Regions from separate parts of the Mus musculus genome. Here region 2 is linked to region 1. The links are chromatin contacts, called in public Hi-C maps. All regions are on one chromosome and are shown on one strand. Each heading gives the region's core, a stretch centred on a gene start, on an enhancer-like site or on the middle of the called end of the contact. The rest is flanking DNA. Distances are from core to core; before and after follow the strand shown. Region 1 overlaps Plcb1 (phospholipase C, beta 1). Region 2 overlaps Plcb1 (phospholipase C, beta 1).

Region 1 (5,888 bases), core at 1,344-3,843:
CAGTATGAAGCAGAAAGTTAAAAAGATGTTTATGATCTTAGGCTGACCCTGGAGAAACATCTTCCGAGGCTCCAAGCGAAACCAGGACAACGCCAGCAGAGAATGGGGTGAATCACACCGCATCCCTTGCACCCAAGCCGCCTTCCCAGGCTCCACACAGCCAGCCTGCTCCAGGTAAACAGCGGGACAGTGCCATTTGCTAGCTCTCCAACCTTCAGCTTCTGGGCACTTCTGCGGGCCCAGAAGCTATGGCTGAGGGATATAAGCAGACTATAAGTGATATGGGTGGGCAGGTGGCAGGATGGACACATGGTTGACTGTTACCAAGCCTCACAGATACTCACCTGGCTCTGCTGAGAACCTAAAACCCACCTGTGTCATTGGTTGTTATTTGGGGGTGAATTATGATCCATCCACTAATAGAGTTTGAGTTTGTGAAGAGTTCTACAAACAACTTACCAGTATGCCTTAGAAGCACTTTCTTGCTTCCACTTCAAGGCTCTGCCACCACCTGATTTTCCAGTAACCTTAAATGTCCTCTTATGCTAGGCTGTCTGCTAGAGTGTGCATTTGAGTTAGGTCATCTCATCATCCCAGTCCTCAGCAGGGTGCATTCTATAGTTTCATTTGGGAGATGATGAAGCACTTCCTGAAGGACACAATGCCAGAGAAGGGAAGCCAGGTCAGAGGGCGTATGGTACTACTAAAGTGCTTGCTTTTAGCTTCCGTTCTTCACCCAAATCATTTCAATGCCTCTCATGTTAGCATTTCAACTCACTCTCCTTAATTGAGTGTATGTATGGTGTGTGTGTGTGTGTGTGTGTGTGTGTGTGTGTGTGTGTGTGTGTGTGTATGTGGTAGTGTTTGTCTCTCTGTGTATGATATGTATGTGTCTGTGTGTTTGTATGTGTATATATGTATGTGTATGTGTGTATGAGTACTGTGATGGTGATGGTGTGTATGTCTGTTATGTATGTGTGTGTGTATGTATGTGTGTGTATATATATATATATATGTGTGTGTGTATGCACATATATATGTGGGGTGGCATTTGTGTATATGTATGTGCATGTGTGAGGGGTGTGGTGGTAGTGATGATGATGTGTGTGTATGATATGTATGTGTCTATGTTTGTATGTATGTATATATGTATGTGTGAGTGCTGTGGTGGTGGTGTGTGTGTGATATATATGTGTGTTTGTATGTATGTATGTGTGTGTATATGTGTGTGTGTGTGCTTGTATGTGTAATGTGTGGTGTGTATATATGTGTATGTGTGAGTGGTGTGGTGATGGTGGTAGTAATGGTGTGTGTGTGTGTGTGTGTGTGTGTGTGTGTGTGTGTTTTTGTGTTTCTCTTAACAGACAGAAGCCATCCTGAGAGCAAGTTGAGCTTCATGCATCCTCTGTAATCACTCACTTCCAAGAAGTGGCATGCATTTGAGCCATCTAGTTGAGTCAGTTAATAAAACAGGAGGGGGATAACATAAAACATGAGAGTGTGACTCTGTGCCCGTTTTCTTCTCTGTCATAGTGGAACATGGAATTGGTGAAATACAGATCTTCTCACTGATGGGCAAGGCTGCTTTTTCAGAGAATATGTTTTATAAATACAAATCCTTCTTCATTTGTATCAACCATGCATTCACTGATCCTCTACTCCTATGAAATCAATAATAGGAGAGAGTGAACCATAACAGGACACGGCATTTCCAAATGATTATTATCTACCACATGCAAACACTTTCAGGGCTTCTGAACTGAGCTTATTGCTTCTGGGAATAAAAGAGAATTTGCCATTTTAACATCTTGATTTTTAAGTGATACTCAAAAAATAATTTGGCTTACAGGAAACAGTTAAAAATATTACAGACTCTGTGATGCAAACTCTCCTTTCCCGCTAAAGTCAGCAAGAACACAGTAAGCTTTCAAAACAAGTTAGTCTTCTGTAAGCTTGGCCTGCCTTGCACCAGGGTCTATTGATTGTCCTAGATTTGCACCCAGGGTCCCACAGTGAGAGCACTTGCTCATCATGTCTCCACGATCACCTTCCTTCTGTAACAGCTCCCAACTCTCTCTTGTTTCTCATACCCCTGATATTTTATTATTTTTCAAAATGTCCCTTGCTTCCTTTGAGCTGCCTCAATGTTTTCTTGTCATTAATCTGGGCTTCTGTTTTGATGCTGTGCCCTTCTTAATGCATCTTGGTGGGGACAGGTAATGTTGCCATGTCCCAACCCTAGGTCAAAATGGCTTCCCTCTGAAAGTTTTGCTTCCCACTCCTCTGTGTAGAAGCATTTTGAGGGTGTGTAATACCTGTTACACCTCACACTTGGCACAGTGATCATGAAGTTGATTGGTCTTTGGTCAGCATTCACTCTTTAATCATGTCATTCCTGATCTTGCCAGAAGGTGGCAGTAGTATTGCTGAGATTGAATTTCTTGTTTTGGTTCAAGTAGAGGGATGTCTCCCTATCTATGGAGAATGCCCGTAGTTACTCATCAGCATAGCATTGAATCCAAGTTACAAACTAAAGAGGTTTTACTGTAATTATGTTGTAAACAACTTTCTACAACTTTTTAGCCATCTCTCTAAAGAGACTTAGAATTTGGGGGCACAGGGGCAGGACCCCCCCAGTCCTGGAGATGAAACCCAGATGGCCAAGTGCTCTTCTACCCCGGGGCTGCACCTCCATCCACAAACATGCTTGGAAAATGAGATAGAAATTTGGAAGATAAAGAAGGCCATCTCTTTGATCTTTTTGGTTGCAGGGTCTGTGAAGGCACCTGCCAAAACAGAAGATCTGATCCAGAGCGTGTTAACAGGTGAGCATAAACCATTTTTCCTCATGGAATTTGCCACATGAACATTGCACAGTAAGTGTACAGAGGGGAGAAGAAACCCGGCCTTGGATTACACCTAGTCAGGGACAGTTTCCAGAAGATGTCACGGCTCCTGGCAGTCCTCTGCCTTTTCCCTGGTGTTTACCATGACTGAAACGTGTCAGCTTTGCAAGAATGTGCAGGGCTGCAGATTGGGGATATGTAAACTTTATCCACACAGCTATATTTCACCAAAAATACATAAATCATTCCTAGAAATTATGAAGAACTTACAAGGCAACAAAGCACGTTTTTAAAGGGCTTCCATGGGAAGCAATACAATGCTGATGAAGAAAACAAGATACTGAAATGTTATCTAAAAATCTGCAAGTGTATACACACAGGGTCTGCACCGCACCCTATCTGTGGCTATCTCTGAACAGTTCACCCATTAGTGATATGTGTCTTTATGCAGATGAGCATTACTTTTTACATTTGGGGATATTCCCAAGGGATAGTCTTTTACCCGGAGGCTTTTTCAAAGACAGGTTAGACTGTCTTTTTCTTAGAGGGTTGGAGCACGGGGAGTTCTGTTTCTAGACTGTTTGTGGCTCATGTTCTAGGTTCTCATGAGGTGGAATCGGCTACCAGAAAATGCAGAAGTTTCTCAGGATTATAAATTCTTAATGCAGCCATTATTACGCAACTGTCTGAAGTCAGTTTGAACCTGAGGGAAACTGTTAAATAAATGTATCTAGTTCTCTCCACAACTTCTTCCTTCAATAAGAAGAAAAAGTAGTTGTCAGGACAGACACACAGTAAGAGAAGGAAGCACTGTTTAAAGGCCTTGGTGTTTAGCAACAGAAATTACCATTCCAGCTTCCCTGTTTATGCACAGCCCGTTTCTATCCAGGTTTGCTATGGTTTCTGATATATATTATTTCTGAACCTCTTGACAGTTCCAAATATTTATGGTATCTTTTGTGGTGTTGTTCCTAAAACAGAAAGTTCAAATCAAGAAATGGAAACATGTGAACTCTGACTTAGCTGGGTCCAAATAAATGATAATTCATTGAAGTTGAGACACCATACATTGAAAGGCTCCCCAAAACCCCATTCTTGTAATTCTAGAGAAAGCAATAGAGAAGCTAGTGTGGGATCTTGACTTCAGAAGTGAGAACTCATTTTACAAATGCTTATTATAGAAGTGATGGAGTGTGCCTATGTAGTGATTTAAGATCAGACTTTGTCACATTGACCATTTTTTTCCTCAACATTGGATAAAACACTACAGTCATACAGGTGGCCCTAGCCCTGCTGGAGCCTTTGTGAAAGTTAGATTAAAGGACACTTTCTTGGCACACCTGACTGTCATATCCCCTGATATGTAGGGAGAAACCTACGGTGTGTCCCTTGTCAGTGCATCCCCTGAATGACGCTGAACCTGTGTGATCATTTGCTAAGTCGCTTTAGCAGTGGCTGTCAACTCGTGGGTCATGACTCCTCCAGCAAACCTCCATTTCTAGAAATATTTACATTATGATTCATGACAGTAGCAGAATTATAGTTATGAAGTAGCAGCAAAAAACAATTTATGGTTGGGGATTACCACAACATGAAAAATTAAAGGTCCACATCATTAGGAAGGTTGAGAACCACTGATCTAAGGCATGGTACCAAAAACAACAAAACACTTTCCATGATTTTTATTTTATTTAACCATCAGACCAGCCTTTAGTAGAAATGCCATCATCCCTAAGAAGGATGAAGTTGGGGCCTGCTCCATTTTCCTCTGATGTGATATGTTCTGTTCCCGGGCATAGTGAGGCTAGGTTATTAACTCTGCTTCTCTGCAGAATTTTCCTCTATATAAAGGGAAATCTTCTTTTGATCATCCCAAATTCACAAGAAGCTGGCCTTCATGGGGAGACCAGACCCGGTGTGCCATGCACACCTTGGGTTCTCGTAGGATTGTTCAGAAGTCATACTGAAATTGATGTGCGTGCTTTTGCTTGGTTGTTTCCACTGCTGATCTACTTTCCCTCTCCTCAGCTCACAAGGAGCCACAGGCACACAAATCCCCATTCTAGACTCTCCTTCTGGGAAAACCAAACTTAAAGCCCCAAAGAAGGAACTCGCTCTCTGCAATGTTTTGTTAGCACAGTCGTTAGCTAGTGGCCAGAGCAGTTTACTGACAGTTCTGACATCTAGGCTGTGCTCTTCAGCCACTCTTGGAAGGAATAAGCTGTTCCTCTCTGAACAGGATGCCACTGTCCCTACCCCTGGACTCTCAGCCACTCTGTCACTCAGCTCCTAACGCTCCTCTGTTGCAGAAGTAGAGGCGCAAACCATCGAAGAGCTCAAGCAACAGAAATCGTTCGTGAAACTTCAAAAGAAACACTACAAAGAAATGAAAGACCTGGTGAAGAGACACCACAAGAAAACCACGGAGCTCATTAAGGAGCACACGACCAAGTACAACGAGATTCAGAATGACTACCTGAGAAGGAGGGCAGCCTTGGAGAAGTCCGCCAAAAAGGACAGCAAGAAGAAGTGAGTCCATAAAGAGATGCTGCCCTGGCGGGGGGTTGATGGTTTATATGCTGTGATGCCACAGGGAGCAAAGTCACTCCACAGGCTCCACCCTGCCCTTCTTGAGTATTTTCAGTTCACAGTTGCTTATAAGCTAAATTTAGTTCCCTCCTTCCTACCTTCCCTCTCTTCTCCCCTCCCCGCTTTCCAGGCTAGTCTTGGCTGGCTGAATTCCTGTGACCCTTCTTTCTCTGGTCTTGGCATAGCTAGTACTTTGGGTATGGATTTCTTCATTTGAACAAATTCTGGGGTAGATATACAATTATGCTTCCAGAGCACTAGCTCTTGGCTCAGATATCGGGTCCCTGATGCCCCCACCCCTACCCCACACCATCCCCACACACCATAGCAGCTGCCAAAGTGTGGGTATGGAGTTCTTATGTACCTAGAATCGAGTTGAACAGACTGTTTACCATGAGGAAGGAGAAGCTTCAACTTTCTTTTGATGCCTGAAACCCGTAATGGCCTGACAGA
Region 2 (5,847 bases), core at 539-3,038, 78 kb after region 1:
AGGCATGAAAGTTCCAGTAATCATCAGACATCTGCAAGCACCGTGTGAGCTCTGATTTCATTTCTCTCTACACACTGTTCCTGTTCTACTATAATAACAGTCATTCCTGCCTCCCCAGGGCTACCTACTGTAATGGTATCAGAAACACAGTAAACAGAAAATCGCATCCATCCAGCCCTGGGGAGCCCAGGAATGATAGAAGTGAGCTTTTATCACTTCCATCGTCTGGTGGTCAGAAGTTTCACTGTGTCAGTCTACAAGATAATAGTTCCTAGAACCGATGGGATGCTGAGAGCCAGGGAGGTCACCTACATTTTGAATGTAAATACTCCAGTAATAAGTCCCTCTAAGGATAATAGGAAAAACATGTATTTGAAAACTTCTCAAGAACTCATACTATACCACACCACACACACACCACACCATATACACCACACATATACCAAACACATACACCAAACACACATACCACACATATACACACACAAAACAAACATAACAAACACACATACCACATACACACACACACACACACACACACACACACACATACACACATACACACACACACACACATTTCATTCAGGCAATGATGGGGATCCAACAGTCCATTCAACACTAATTTGTTACAGTTAGAATAAGTGGGTCTACATGTCATAACCTGGGTTAAACACTATTTAGTGAGTGGTTTCCCCCTGCCCGATATGACCAAGAGCCATAATTGAGTAGAAGTATAGAATGTACAGCCTCGCCAGGGCAACAAAGTAAGCCAAACAATGCAGGGTGGCTATGTCTGTAGTAATGGTAGTGGAGTTGTTGATACTCTCTAGCAGAGAAAGCTGTAGAGGTCTCCCATAAGACCCTTGCCTGCAACTCTACCTGTTAACTCCTGCTGTCACCAGCTGTGTGGTCTTAGGTGAGAGCTAAAGTACACAGTAGATGAACTGTTTTGAAAGGACTAGTCCATAGTGCACTTCCTTGACACCCGTGCTGGTGCGGGGTTTTCAGTGATGTGCAGCAGGTGAGCTGTGCACATTCTTGTAAAAAAAAAAAAAAAAAAAAAAAAAAAAAAAAAAAAAAGGCCTTTGCGCACAGTCCTAAAGAGTAACCTCCATGAACTCATTGGCTCACCAAGCAGGACTTTGGTAGAATCATTCCTCTAGTGTGTCAATGTCCTGTGTGAGGTGAGTAGACACTTGATAACATCTCCCCCAGGAAGTAGCTCAGGACTCTAAGGCTAGAGATGCTGAACCAGGAAAGATCTCTCAAATCCAGAGTTTAAGATCAGCCTGGCCAACATAGTGAGACCTCGTTTCCAATAAGACGGGATAGGAAGGACCCAAAGAGCAACTCCAACTTGAGAAACTATGAAAACATATGCCTATTAAGGATTTTCAAAAACAGTGTAGGGAAGAGGAAAGATAAAGCCTGTTTCTCTGACTGAATCTAAACATGTATTGGCCAGGAGTACAAAGCATGAGAAATAGTTCAATACATTATTTCCCCACTAGAGGGCAAAAATGACTCCACTATGCCAGGCTTTTCAGGATCCACAGTCAAAATGATTAATCATGGGGAGGCCAAAACAAGAAGCCTGAGAGAAAAAGAAAACAAGAACGAACGAACGGATGAGCATGCAAATGCAAAATCAACACGTTTGAACTTGAACTTTCCAGGACAGGGTGAGTTGTGGAAAAGGTCCTCTTCCAAACACTCTTCCCATTCTCCCTTTCACTTCCCAGGTTTTCTAATCCTCATTCTGCAATCCTCACTGGCACTCACTGGTGCGGGACCAGATCAGATAGATCTAGTGGGTGGGACTTTTCTCAGCACAGCAGGAGTCTTGGTGATTAGAAAGGCAAAGACTCTTATAAAATGGTCACAGCTCCAGTGGCCCTGTGCCAGCTGCAGGGGCTCCCTGACTTTTTCCCCTCGAGGAATCTTCCAGTAAAGCTGCAGCATTTACTGAAATAAAAGTACTGGTGGGTGAGGTGGCTCTTGGTAACATCTCTTTTCTCTCCCTGCTCTACCATGGCTCAGCCCCTTCCAGCCTCCCCAAGACTTAACCAAGATTACAGAAAGATTCCAGACCAGAAATGTGTTGTGTTTGGGAGAGGGAGGAGAAGAGGGAAATTCATGATGAAGCCTCGTTGCCTTTAAACTATTTATAATAAATTTCCACTAGAAAAGAGCCTTTGGCAGACAATCATTTTCTTCTGCTGCAGCATGACCAAATACAGTAAGTATTCAAAATGAAAAACTGAAAGGCAAGAAGAGGAGCCTACAGCTGGGGCAGGCTGTTTTCAGATCTCACACTAGTAGATGAGAGGAAACCAGGAGGGGAGCCCCACCTCAGCCCCAGTATCTCCCATTTTGCTGCTCTGAAGGGCTAGGAAGCCTTCTCCATTAGACAAGCCTCCTTCGTGCTTCACCTTAATTTTCCTCGCATAATTTTAAATACAGATCATGTCTACAGCGCAGCAATTAATGGATAGCCTAAAGACTTATTATTTCCAACTAATTGATATGTAGGAAAAGTTTAAATAACATAACAGGGATAGGGAAAATTTGAAATGATGTGTGCTCAGTGCATTTAGAGTTTGTTGGAGGTAGCGAAAAACACCTGAAGGAAAAGGGATGTGACCTAATGGAGAATTGATACAGGAATCTCCCTTTAATGTTTGTGAGCATATGGATGGAGAAGTGGCTCAAATATCACAAAATGGAGTTAAGATGTTGACAGGTTCTCTCCCACTCACCCCCGACCCCTGTTCTAAGATGCCTTACCAGAGAAATGGGGTTGAGACTGTATTTTGAACAATGTTGTTGGTAAGGAGGTAGAAATAAGAAAAAGAGGCCAGCATTTCCATCCTAATTTTTTGTTCTCCCTTGACACCAGCTGGAGGTGGAAGTCTCCAAGGTCAAGTTGACTTAGCTGCCATAGACCCTACCCCAAACGACCACCACCTCCATGTCCAAGGTCCCAGCAAAATAATGCAATGCATCACATTCCTGGCAAGTGTAGAATCTGCCACATGGACTAGTGACTTTTCAAAATTCACTAGTTCTATTTTTCTGCTTCTTTGGTTTTGTTTTGGTGGCAGTCTCCTGCCCACATGTAGCTCAGACTGACTTCAACTTCTCAATGGAATTGAGAGTGACCTTCCTTCCTCCTCTCTCATTCTCCACCCTTACCTCCTGAGGTCAGGTGATAGGCCTGCCCCACCACACCCAGTTCTAACTCTGAACTGCATGTAGTAGGTAGCCCTATGCTACATTTTAAGAATTGGAAAACATTCTTTGTTTACAACTTTCCCTTCTTGATGTCTCATGAAAGATCCTATTAGTATATTTCTAATATATTATTTTCCTGTAAAAATTTACAACACAAATCTCTCCTCTCTCCTCCCCTCCCCTCCCCTCCCCTCCCCTCCCTTCTCCTCTCCTCTCCTCTCCTCTCCTCCCCTCCCCTCCCCTCCCCTCCCTTCCCTTCTCCTCTCCACTCCTCTCCTCTCCTCCTCTCCTCTCCTCTCCTCTCCTCTCCTCTCCTCTCCTCTCCTCTCCTCTCCTCTCCTCTCCTCTCCTCTCCTCTCCTCTCCCTTTCTTCTCCTTTCTGTCTTTTTCCACTTTCAACCTTCCAAGGTTACCAGGAATTTGAATCTTGTTTGTACAATTTTTATACTTTTTAAGTTCACATAGGTTTTCTATATCACATGTACATGTCTTTCTATAACATTATATAGTTTGGGATATTGAGTTTTAAGGTGTGTGTGTGTGTGTGTGTGTGTGTGTGTATGTATGTGTGTGTGTGTGTGTGTGTGTGTTGCTTCAGTTGAATCAAATGGCATCCTATAACATTAGAAGTACTGTACTAAAGTATGATAGTGTATAGTAAAGTATACTGATAGATATTATATATAACCTTTACACAATTTTCACTTTGAAATGTGCACATATACTCTTCAAAGCCATTCTAGAGCTTTTGGAGTTGCAGTAGTTACAATAGCCCCAAACTAGGACTAGCACAATGGCTATCACCTGTTCCAGGCTGAGATAAAATGTGACTGGTTCATACAACTGAATATAGTCTACCAATAAGAATGTATAAGCCACAGTGGCACACAACAAAATGTGGCCAAATTACAATATTACACTGTTGATATGATGTTTCCTTTCTTGGTATGTGGGTGCTGATTAAATGGACATGTTGACTTGTCAGACAACACTCGTGATCTGTGGAGATGCTGCATCTGTTAGTTGTTGTAGCTAAATAACAAATAGCATTTCAAACAATGGCATAAAGTCAGAAATGTACAGTTTTTCATGAGTTGGTGATATAGAAAAATCTGGTCTTAGGGCTTCTTGTTGGTGTATATAGCCTAGCCCCTCCTTCCTATTATAGCAGGCTGTACAAGGCTCCAAAATGGCCTTCTTTGCAACAGCTTGGTTTTGTTTTCTTTTGTTTTGTTTTATTTGTTTTTTTTTTTTTTTTTTTTCATTTTTTTTTATTAGGTATTTAGCTCATTTACATTTCCAATGCTATACCAAAAGTCCCCCTTACCCACCCACCCCCACTCCCCTACCCACCCACTCCCCCCCTTTGGCCCTGGCGTTCCCCTGTACCGGGGCACACAAAGTCTGCGTGTCCAATGGGCCTCTCTTTCCAGTGATGGCCGACTAGGCCATCTTTTGATACATATGCAGCTAGAGTCAAGAGCTCAGGGGTACTGGTTAGTTCATAATGTTGTTCCACCTATAGGGTTGAAGTTCCCTTTAGCTCCTTGGGTACTTTCTCTAGCTCCTCCATTGGGAGCCCTGTGATCCATCCATTAGCTGACTGTGAGCATCCACTTCTGTGTTTGCTAGGCCCCGGCATAGTCTCACAAGAGACAGCTACATCTGGGTCCTTTCAGTAAAATCTTGCTAGTGTATGCAATGGTGTCAGCATATGGAAGCTGATTATGGGGTGGATCCCTGGATATGGCAGTCTCTACATGGTCCATCCTTTCATCTCAGCTCCATACTTTGTTTCTGTAACTCCTTCCATGGGTGTTTTGTTCCCACTTCTAAGGAGGGGCATAGTGTCCACACTTCAGTCTTCATTTTTCTTGAGTTTCATGTGTTTAGGAAATTGTATCTTATATCGTGGGTATCCTAGGTTTTGGGCTAGTATCCACTTATCAGTGAGTACATATTGTGTGAGTTCCTTTGTGATTGTGTTACCTCACTCAGGATGATGCTCTCCAGGTCCATCCATTTGGCTAGGAATTTCATAAATTCATTCTTTTTAATAGCTGAGTAGTACTCCATTGTGTAGATGTACCACATTTTCTGTATCCATTCCTCTGTTGAGGGGCATCTGGGTTCTTTCCAGTTTCTGGCTATTATAAATAAGGCTGCTATGAACATAGTGGAGCATGTGTCCTTCTTACCAGTTGGGGCTTCTTCTGGATATATGCCCAGGAGAGGTATTGCTGGATCCTCCGGTAGTACTATGTCCAATTTTCTGAGGAACCGCCAGACTGATTTCCAGAGTGGTTGTACAAGCCTGCAATCCCACCAACAATGGAGGAGTGTTCCTCTTTCTCCACATCCTCGCCAGCATCTGCTGTCACCTGAATTTTTGATCTTAGCCATTCTCACTGGTGTGAGGTGGAATCTCAGGGTTGTTTTGATTTGCATTTCCCTGATGATTAAGGATGTTGAACATTTTTTCAGGTGCTTCTCTGCCATTCGGTATTCCTCAGGTGAGAATTCTTTGTTCAGTTCTGAGCCCCATTTTTTAAGGGGGTTATTTGATTTTCTGAGGTCCACCTTCTTGAGTTCTTTATATATGTTGGATATTAG

What was found. A called contact is a pair of places that touch in the nucleus more often than the background predicts.
Region 2: a contact with region 1 is called in a Hi-C map of the N1E-115 cell line, with 8 times the contacts expected there. The contact joins two enhancer-like sites. A contact is called at or near these places in 9 of 484 Hi-C or Micro-C datasets (the N1E-115 cell line, cerebral cortex, embryonic fibroblasts and 5 more).

Annotation. Positions count from the first base shown.
Region 1 is chr2:135,359,613-135,365,500 of GRCm38.p6, forward strand. Plcb1 (phospholipase C, beta 1) reads left to right here. Exons shown (of 32, transcript NM_001145830.1): 24 at 42-174; 25 at 2,772-2,825; 26 at 5,156-5,375. Among named protein-coding and RNA genes, the nearest start is that of 4930545L23Rik, 150 kb to the left of the region's middle. Within about 2 kb of position 2,594, at least 2 of the 459 cell types and tissues checked have an H3K27ac peak or open chromatin away from gene starts, as enhancers often do. A contact at or near this core is called in the N1E-115 cell line, where this site is marked.
Region 2 is chr2:135,438,138-135,443,984 of GRCm38.p6, forward strand. All of the region lies in intron 31 of Plcb1 (phospholipase C, beta 1), which reads left to right. Among named protein-coding and RNA genes, the nearest start is that of Gm31993, 100 kb to the right of the region's middle. Within about 2 kb of position 1,789, at least 73 of the 459 cell types and tissues checked have an H3K27ac peak or open chromatin away from gene starts, as enhancers often do. A contact at or near this core is called in the N1E-115 cell line, where this site is marked.